Linked DNA regions of Pan troglodytes: region 2 is linked to region 1. Evidence: chromatin contacts called from public capture Hi-C data. All regions are on one chromosome and are shown on one strand. The core of a region is the stretch at or near the end of the contact, and the rest is flanking DNA. Distances in the headings are between cores, read along the strand shown.

What was found. Capture Hi-C pulls out chosen DNA fragments and counts their contacts.
Region 2: a capture Hi-C map of stem cell-derived neural stem cells shows a contact between it and region 1, with 3 times the contacts expected there. The contact joins two enhancer-like sites. A contact is called at or near these places in 2 of 7 Hi-C or Micro-C datasets (induced pluripotent stem cells and stem cell-derived neural progenitor cells) and 1 of 1 other capture datasets (stem cell-derived neural stem cells).

The regions. Positions count from the first base shown.
Region 1 is chr3:39,002,074-39,007,171 of NHGRI_mPanTro3-v2.0_pri, reverse strand. KLF3 (KLF transcription factor 3) reads right to left here. Exons shown (of 6, transcript XM_016951446.3): 2 at 2,847-2,942. The coding sequence starts at 2,903. Among named protein-coding and RNA genes, the nearest start is that of KLF3, 17 kb to the right of the region's middle. Within about 2 kb of position 1,996, at least 7 of the 24 cell types and tissues checked have an H3K27ac peak or open chromatin away from gene starts, as enhancers often do. A contact at or near this core is called in stem cell-derived neural stem cells, where this site is marked.
Region 2 is chr3:39,048,902-39,053,859 of NHGRI_mPanTro3-v2.0_pri, reverse strand. No RefSeq gene overlaps it. Among named protein-coding and RNA genes, the nearest start is that of TLR10, 50 kb to the left of the region's middle. Within about 2 kb of position 3,514, at least 2 of the 24 cell types and tissues checked have an H3K27ac peak or open chromatin away from gene starts, as enhancers often do. A contact at or near this core is called in stem cell-derived neural stem cells, where this site is marked.

The sequences.
Region 1 (5,098 bases), core at 747-3,246:
ACATTGGGTGGATGTAAGTAGCAGAGACTGAAGGCACAGACTTGGGGAGGGAGAGTCTCCTCTGTTCCTCATTCTAGCAAATTTTAACAGGGTGACCCCAAGCCTCAAAGCAAAAGGCTAGTGGAGAACAGTATGAGGGCTTATATTTGACTAAGAGGGAAATGACATGTCCTCACTTTCTCTAACCTATAGCAAAAGCACAAACAAGCGATTGTTTCTACTGTGCTATCCTTTTAGGGGGTGGGAAGAGGGGGAGAAATAAGTTACCATAAAATATTTTTATTCATTTATAGAAATTAAAAATACTTTTACAAATGTCCTATTGTGCCTTAATGTTTACAACGTTGACTTGAATAGCCAAAGACTTTGACCTTCAGGTCAAAGACTGAATTAAAAAGAAAAAGGAATAATAAATCAGGTTCAATATACTTCACCTATGAAGGCAGGAAAGACGAAATTTGAACACTTAAGAGTGGAAACAAAAGCTTTTTAATTTGTTTAAGTAAAATCATTTTAACACCCCACTGCTCAAATGTTTCTGTTAACTGAGGTTGCACTGAATTAAGAAAAAAATACTTCCTGCTGAAGAAAGTTAAAACCAAAAAAAGAAAAAGAAAAAAAAACCTTCATTTTAAAGGACTGACAGTAACTTTTGGTGAAACTAAATTCTAAAAGTGTCAGCTGCAGTTGAAATCTAGCACATGAAAGAGAAAAAGACCATTAACTGCAAAATCAGTTCTACATATTTTAACTTCAGGTATTAATACGTTACAACAATACAAGTTTAACAGTTGCTTCAAATTCATTTTATTCCACATTTTTTTTTCGGTTAAGTGCATTTCCTTGCACTTAATTATATATATCACACCAATTTAGCAATGTGGATCTTCATTTTAGCTTTATATTAGACTCTTGAGCCTTATGTTCATGCTTGATTAAAAGCACTGGAAGTACATTGAACAGTAAAATGCCTCACTGATGGCTCTGCACCAATTGTAAAATGAATCATATTCTCCAGTGCTAAAAACCTATTCCTATTTCAAGAATATAATTAATGGGGAAATTTTATACCTTCATTTTCCTCTAACGTGATCATGTAGTGATGCTGGGGAGGGGGATTTGATGAATACAATGACAGCACTGAATAACATTCGAAGTAATTTAGTTTTTTGGCCAGGAGTGGTGGCTCATGCCTGTAATCCCAGCACTTTGGGAGGCTGAGGTGGGTGGATTATCTGAGGTCAGGAGTTCAAGACCAGCCTGGCCAACATGGTGAAACCTGGCCTCTACTGAAAATACAAAAATTAGCCGGGCGTGGTGGCGGGCGCCTGTAATCCCAGCTACTATGGGGGCTGAGGCAGGAGAATCACTTGAACCTGGGAGGCGAAGGTTGCAGTGAGCTGAGGTCACACCACTGCACTCCCGCCTAGGCGACAGAGTGAGACTCCATCTCAAAAGGTAATTTAGTTTTTTGATTAATAAAATCCTTATTGCTCAGTTGCTACCATATTCAGACACTTGGTTATTCAGTTATCATGCTGGAATGTAAATGTTATTTCCTTAAAGCCCCTCCGACTTAACTTGCATTATAGATACTGGTAAACACTTTACTGGCTTAGTAATATCCATGGCAACTCAGCTCCAAGGGCCTCGGCGTGACCCCCGTGTCTTGTATAAACATTTTTGGCAGGAACCTCCAGAGCCCATGCATAAAGATGATCTAATTTTGCAAGCGTGTCATTACCAACCTTCAGATACACAACTCGGGCCAAGATTTCCCCCTTGTGAATATTTTCCAAGCCCGTGGAAGAAAAGAGCAAGACAGAGTGGGAGCATTGCCTTGTTATTCAATATTCACTCAACCAGAATCCTCAAGTTGAAACCACTCCCTGCTCTGAAGTCAGACACCTTCCTCTGTCACCATGTCTCACCTTCATGGCACTGGTGTTGTACCTGCAGAAACCCCAGACTCCTCACTAGTCCCTGGAGGCCTAAAAGCAGCCAGTGGCCTGGCTCCCATGAGGGGCTGGCTTAGCACTAAGGTGCTGAAAAGGACAATGAACGTAATTCCTACCCAGCCAGACTCTTCCAAGTAAACGAGATTCCGTCCTCACTGCCAAGTCTTTCTCTCGCTGGCTTCCCTCAGTCATCTCATATAGTTACAGCTCCATATGGCTGTTGTCATTGGTTTTTAAGCAAATCATCCTATTCTTAATATATTTTTACACACAAAAGGGCTGAGGAATTTTTGTAAACTTACTTCTGTCATGAGAGGATTCACCTGTGGCCTAAGTTCTATGCTGATCATATCTTAGGGGGACACCGGGCACGGGTCTTAAGGAAGTGCAGATCCCATTTAAAGAATCCACAGCTGCTAGGACAGTATTTAGCTCACTCATACCTGGTGGCGTTGAGAAAAGTTTGCCTATGAAATGCCTGTCAAGCAATGAGTGATCTTTTTTTTTTTTTGAGACGGACTTTCGCTCTTGTTGCCCAGGCTGGAGTGCAATGGTGCGATCTCTGCTATCTCGGCTCACCGTAACCTCCGCCTCCCGGGTTCAAGCGACTCTCCTGCCTCAGCCTCCCGAGTAGCTGGGATTACAGGCATGCGCCACCACGCCCGGCTAATTTGGTATTTTTAGTAGAGACGGGGTTTCTTCATGTTGGTCAGGCTGGTCTCAAACTCCCGACCTCAGGTGATCCTCCCGCCTCGGTCTCCCAAAGTGCTGGGATTACAGGCGTGAGCCACCACGCCCGGCCATGATTTCAAGGAATAATTCAACACACAATAATGTTATCATCACTTGGAAAAAATAAGGCGAGGTGTTCAATCTTGGAAAACTTACCACTGAGACAGGGTCCATGGCCTCTTGCTTGACAGGAACTGGGTCAAACATGAGCATTCTTTTAGTTAAACCTTCTAGGGTGCTCTGGTGTTCAGCCTAGAAAACAAAACAAGGTATCCATCTAAGTCTCAAGGTTACTTTAAATACAAACTAGTAAAAATAAAATATAGCCTCGGCAAGGTGGCTCACCCCTGTAATCCCAGCACTTTGAGAGGCTGAGGCAGACAGATCGCCTGAGGTCAGGAGTTCGAGACCAGCCTGGTCAACATGGTGAAACCCCGTCTCCACTAAAAATGCAAAAATTAGCTGGGCGTGATGGCACTCGTCTATAATCCCAGCTACTCGGAAGGCTGAGGCAGGAGAATCGCTTGAACCCAGGAGGCGGAGGTTGCAGTGAGCCGAAATGGCACCGCTGCACTCCAGCCTGGGTGATGGAGCGAGGCACTACCTCAAAAAAAAACATAAATAAATAAATAATAAAATGAAATATAATACCTCACCCCACTTCTCTACTCCTTTTTCTCCCCTACCCCTGGAATGGCTGGAATTTGTTTCCCTTACCTATGAAAGATGCCATTTACATAATTAAAACCAGACTCCATGGTCATAACCAGATGAGAGCCAACCAGCATTTCTAACTCAATACAGAAACCCTGACTTTTCTGGAACACTATGTACAGCCCCTTCTGAGTGCCAAAGCTTGCTTGGGATTGCCGTGCAACTCTTTAGGGGTTCAGATTACATAAGTTTGTTAAACACCTTCCCTTTTCCCCGATGTTGTTCGCAGAAAAATTAGGGGAAAAAAAGACAAGCAAAAAGAAAACCTAGAACCAACCATCATTAAAATTTCATTTTTATTCTAACAAACCCTCTTTAAAACTGGGCTCACAGTGTACATGGTATTTAGTACCTATCATTTCACTGCACAATTTATGTGAAAATGTTTCTTTTACAGTAAGTATGGTTCTGCACCATCAAATCCCTCGTGCCACTGTGTGAACACATCAGTTTACTTAACTTCTTCCTCTTTATTAGGCACTTAGGGTTGCTTCTAAGTTTTCGCCATTACAAACAGCAATGAGCCTCTTTAAATACATCCTTCTGCACACCATTAATTTTTAGGATAAGTTTTCTGTAGGGGAATTCCTGGGTGAGAAGTATATACATTTCCCAAAGCGCCTGATGCATCATCTGGCAAAGATGAACTATTATTTTCATTAATAAAATACAACGTGTTTCCCCAAATCTCCACCAGCAACATGTGTTATCACTTGTGTTATAAAAGATAAACACCTTGCCAACTTGTTAAGTCTCAAGATGGCAAATGATTTTTATTCTAAATTGATGTGATTATTGAAGTTATTTTTTTTCAGCTTTATTGACCATTTGGATTTCTTCTTTTGAGAAATGCCTACTTAGGGCTTGACAGCCTCCACCACTTCTTATTGTTTTCTAAGCACTTTTCACATATGAAGAATATTAGCTTGTTTTCACTCAGATTTCTCCTCATTAGGAAATGAGCCTATTGTAAAGGAAATGTCCACCTTGATCCTGTCCTGTCTTTTTCTTCTGTTGTTCTCTGCTTGCCATCCCTTCTATTTTCTTCTGTGTTCTGTATAGTCCACTTCTAACACTAATCTACATCAAGCCAACTGCTTCTTCACAGGACGAAATATTCAGTCTGCTCAATGTTCAAATGTGTCTCCTCAGTTACAGAAACACTGTCCTGCTACTAGACACACTTTCAGAAATCGACTTCAGGCACTCATTAGCCAAATTTGGTTTAAGTGCTCAGTGCTTTGGTTAGAGGTAAGGTCTTCATAGATCACCCTGGTTTGAGTGGCAAAGTGAACAAGTTCTAGAGTGAGTTCCAGCTGAAGAAGCTGCAGGAATCCCGGGTTCTGGATTACTTCTTGTATTTCAGTGTTAAAAACCCCCATCCCCACCTCCCTGATAGCAATCCTATAATTTGTTGTGTTGGTGCTCTACGGGTTATACTAAGATATCTTCATATACAATTATGGAAGTGATACTATGTCGTTCTTGTGCTTCGTTGATTCATTGAAGAAAGCCTGTTTTGACTCTCATGACAACACATGAATTTCATCAATAACTCGACATAAGGCCTTGACTTCAAAATTATATTTTCCTCCATCACAGGGTGTATTGTAATCTGCAAACACAATTTGATACCAAGCTGCTCAAATCAATGGTGCTACTACCCTCTTATGTATTCCAGCAAGAACTAACCG
Region 2 (4,958 bases), core at 2,265-4,764, 45 kb before region 1:
CTCTATTGCAGTGACAATGGGGAGTATGTAGGCCCACAAGAAGATCCCAGGCAAATCTGCAAACAAATAACAGCTCCTGTTGAGATCGAGCACCTTTGTAAGTCTCCATGATTCTCTCTGCTTGCAACTCCATTTGGAAAATTTCTTGAACTTCCTTATCTCCTTTGAGGGCCTTAAATAAAAACATCTACTTTCTTTTGCTTGAGATTCCCATTTCTAGATTGAAGTTTAAAATGAACTGTGGGCTGGGCGTGGTGGCTCACGCCTGTAATCCCAGCACTTTGGGAGGCTGAGGTGGGTGGATCACGAGGTCAGGAGATCGAGATCATCCTGGCTAACATGGTGAAACCCCGTCTCTACTAAAAATACAAAAAATTAGCCGGGCGTGGTGGCGGGTGCCTGTAGTCCCAGCTACGCTGGAGGCTGAGGCAGGAGAATGGCGTGAACCCGGGAGGCGGAGCTTGCAGTGAGCTGAGATCGCGCCACTGCACTCCAGCCTGGGAGACAGAGCGAGACTTAGTCTCAAAAAAAAAAAAAAAAAAAAGAACTGTGAAGGCCAGGCATGGTGGCTCACGCCTTTAATCCCAGCACTTTGGAAGGCTGAGGCAGGCAAATCTTATGAGCTCACGAGTTGGAGACCAGCGTGGGTAACATTGCAAGACTCTGTCTCTACAAAAAATGCAAAAATTAGCTGCGTATGGTGGTGTGCACCTGTAGTCCCAGCTGCTCAGAAGGCTGAGGTGGGAGGATGGCTTGAGCCCGGGAGGCAGAGGTTGCAGTGAGTTGAGATTGTGCCACTGAACTCCAGCCTGGGTGATAGAGCCAGATCTTATCTCAAAAAATAAAATAAAATAAAATGAACCATTAAATGAAATGACACAAATAAAGAAACTGGAGAGCTGTGTATCAGTTTACCCTTGAAAGACTAGAAAGATTTGGCTGGGCACAGTGGCTCACACCTGTAATCCCAGCACTTTAGGAGGCCAAGGCAAGCGGATCACCTGAGATCGGGAGTTTGAGACCAGCCTGACTAACCCCATCTCTACTAAAAATACAAAATCAGCTGGGCGTGGTGGTGCGTGCCTGTAATCCCAGCTACTCAGGGGGCTGAGGCAGGAGAATAGCTTGAAGCCGGGAGGCGGAGGTTGCGGTGAGCCAAGATCGCGTTATTGCACTCCAGCCTGGGTAACAAGAGCAAAACTCCATCTCAAAAAAAAAAAAAAAAAAAAAAAAAAAAAAAGACTAGAAAGATTTGATAAGGGTTCAAGGAAAGGAAAGGAAAGACCCTTATTGGGTATATACTGCTCTGTGTAAGGGCCTCCTTTAGGAAACGGGCTTTGGAAAATTGCTTCTAGATTCTGGAAAAGAGGTCAGGAAAATGTCACTCACTGAGAAACTAGGAAGAAAGCAGTTAATGAGGTGGACTATTTGCAGGTATAAACCACCCCCAAGATGAGTTGTAGACTGATGCCCAGAGGAGACTCAAAATACCAAAATCAAATCCATGCACTGATGAAACATGTATATTTACAGAACACCCTGTAGGTACTGTGTTAGTTAGGGTTCTCCAGAAAAACCAAACCGTGAGACTAAGATGTGACTAAACTGCAGTGAGTGGCATGCCCAAATTTAGCACTGTCCACCTGGGATCTAGTGACCAGGGAACCCAAACCACGAATGAGGAGGCTCTTCTGGTGCCTGTAGAAAAATCACTAGCACTGTGGGTAAGAACACGGACCCGGCAGCCAGATTGCCTCTTACTGTAGGAAATGCTCACCTTGAATAAATGCTTTACCCTCCCAAGGCCTCACATTTTGGAGCTCTTGGGGCGGCGGGGGGTAAAGTACATCTACTCCATAGATTTGTCATGAGGATGAAATGGGCCATCAGGTGTAAAGTGCTTAGAACAGACCTGGCACATAGGAAGCCTCTATAAGTACCAAAGTGATTAAAAAAAAAAAAAAAATCCCCATTTCTGGAGAGGTGTAACAAGCTGATATGGTTTGGTTGTGTCCCCACCCAAATCTCATCTTGAACTGTACTCCTATAATTCCCATGTGTTGTGGGAGGGACCTGGTGGGAAGTCATTGAATCATGGGGGCGGCTCCCCCATACCATTCTCATGGTGGTGAATAAGTCTCATGAGATCTGATGGTTTTATAAGGGGTTTCCGCTTTCGTTTCTTCCTCATCTGCTCTCTCGCTGCTGCAAGAAATGCCTTTCGCCTTCCACCATGATTGTGAGGTCTCCCTAGCCGTGTGGAACTGTAAGTCCATTAAACGTCTTTCTTTTGTAAATTGCCCAGTCTCCGGTGTGTTTTTATCAGCAGTATGAAAAAGGGCTAATACACAAGCCTAAAGGGGTTTCTCTGGCCAGCTGGGGCTGGATAAACCTTGACCCATAGACCCACTGAGGATCAATGCCTGCTTGTAGGGCTGCATGCTGCCCACACACTTTCGTGCTTACATCAAGGCTTTAGACCCTCATTTCAACGTGGACCATGTATGTAGGTTTCCCTGAGCCTGACAGCTTCTGTGTGCGCACAAGAAGATCAAAGTCCCTGCTAGGACATCAGAGGACCAACCCCCAAAGCAAATGACCCAGGTTTCCATCAGAAAACGGATGGTCCAATATCACATAGCAGCAGAACCAGGACCAGAATTCATTTTTCCTGGCTTCAGTCTTGGGCTTTTTACACCTGGAAAAGAAAATAAAATACTTCCAATGCACAAGAATAAAGTTTCGAGAATGTCAAGCTGCACTTAGAAAGACTCATTTTATTTATTTTATTTTATTTTATTTTATTTTATTTGAAACAGTCTCGCTTTGTTGCCAAGCTGGAGTGCAGTGGCACGATCTCGGCTCACTGCAACCTCCATCTCCCGGGTTCAAGTGATTCTCCTGCCTCAGCCTCCTGAGTTGCTGGGAAAACAGGCGTGTGCCACCACTCTGGGCTAATTTTTGTATTTTCCTTAAAGACAGGGTTTTACCATATTGGGCAGGCTGATCTCAAACTCCTGACCTCATGATCTACCTGCCTCGGCCTCCCAAAGTGCTGGGATTACAGACGTGAGCCACCGCGCCCGGCCTTAGAAAGACATTTTTAAAGTACCCAGCAACTGCGGACTTCCATTTAGATTTTTTCTCTCTATACGGTCTTCACTCATGGGATGTGGGCTCTCCATGGATGGGACCCCAGAGAGGGTGGGTGGTCCAGGGTCTAGTGAGAATGGGGAAGGTGGGCCCAGAGGCCAGGCAATAAGACTGAGAGTGGACAGGCCTGGTTTTAGAATCTGGGGCAGGGGTTTGAGAGCATGTGGACTTGAGGAACCTGCAGAGCTTTGGAGAGATTGAGAAATGGGTTGAGTTAAACAGAAACTGGATGCCAGGTCAGGAGTTCTTACACTTTTTCTGTTAGAGCTGCAAGGCATTCTGTGGTTAGGGAGAGAAGGGCCTGGAGGTGCTAGTTTGGGTGTGGCCTGGGAGATTAGAGGGTTGCTGATAAGGCTCGCAACCCCACCCACTTCCAAGCCCTGGAGGTGTTAGAGCAGGACTCAGAGGATGCCATTCTATCAGAAAGGAGCTTAGGTTTGGTCCTATTGACAAAGCCTTAAGGGAACAGAGCCTCTGGGGAGAAAAGGGGCCTCTAGAATCCAGGAAATCTGAAAGAGCTGGAAAGCTTTCACTGTTCATATTCCATTCCATTCATTCCAATCCAACCCAACACATATTTACTAAGCATCTACCATATACCAGGCCTGGGAATGCAACAATGAACAAGATGGACAGACTCTTCCTGCCCACATAAAGGTTATAGCATACGCAGAGACAAATGAAAATGCAATGAAGCTGACATTTAATGACAAATTGCAGTGCAAGCCCTGAGACAGTTGTGATGAAGAATAAAAGAGGAAAGCTGGCCTTAGATGCGGTCATCCCAGGAAGTGACTTTTCCTCTGCCCAGTGGCAGGATGAGGGGCCCCCAGGGGATAAGTGGCTGCTAGTTAGCAACTCACCTCTCTGCAGTTCTCCTTTCTCCAGAGTGGGGCCCTTTCTAATCCTTTTTGCTTCGCCCAGCCCTCTGATGCATTTAAAATATTTTTTTCTTTTTAAATTACCGTAATCTAGATTTTCCAGTTTTTCTTGGCAGGATCTTTCATTTGCTGTAGGTTACTCCATCCTACACCAAAGTGGTAGGTTTCTTTTTCTTTCTATTTTAACTATACAAATTGTACTTGAATACAGGATTTTTGCAAAAATTAATTTTAAACAGGAGTATATACAGTAAATTGTGACAGTTCTTTTTCTCCCTTTTCACCAGACTTCCTGCCAATATAGGTAACTAAACCCTTTCACCCTCCTTGGTGATTCTCCCTAGTGTGGAGTTGTGACACCCTGGCCTCTCTCTCTGACTTTCTGCAGTGGCCGAGAGAGGAAAAAGGTGGTTTAACCTGGTTGGCAAATTTGGGAAAAATACTAGGTGTGCTCAGCCCAGGGTTTCCCTTTCTTCCTCCTGGGAGTGAGCTGTCTGCAAAAAACACAAATGTTCCTCAGCCTCTACGGGCCCTCCCTAAATGTTACCAGCTCAGCCCCAATTCCCCAACCCCCAGTAGGGAAGGCCACTGCCAGTCCTATGCTGCCCTGACTGGGGACAGGTAGCCTGGCTAGATCCTGGGCCTCGGTTATTAACAGTAGGCCATCTGGACCTCACACTAAGCACGTCCTTCATCTTAGCCTTTATCAATAAAAAAGGGGAATATTTTGGAAATTATCTGATGTGACTTCGGTGGGACCGAATTCTCCCTCCAAATCTCAGCTTCAAAGAAGCTAGGGAATGTAATTTTTAGTTTTCTAGACTTTGCAGTACAGGAAGGTAAAGGATAGCAGAATTTGCCACCCCAAAATATGCCACTTGGGCATAAGGATTCTTTTGAGCTAAAGACAACTGAGAAGAAGAT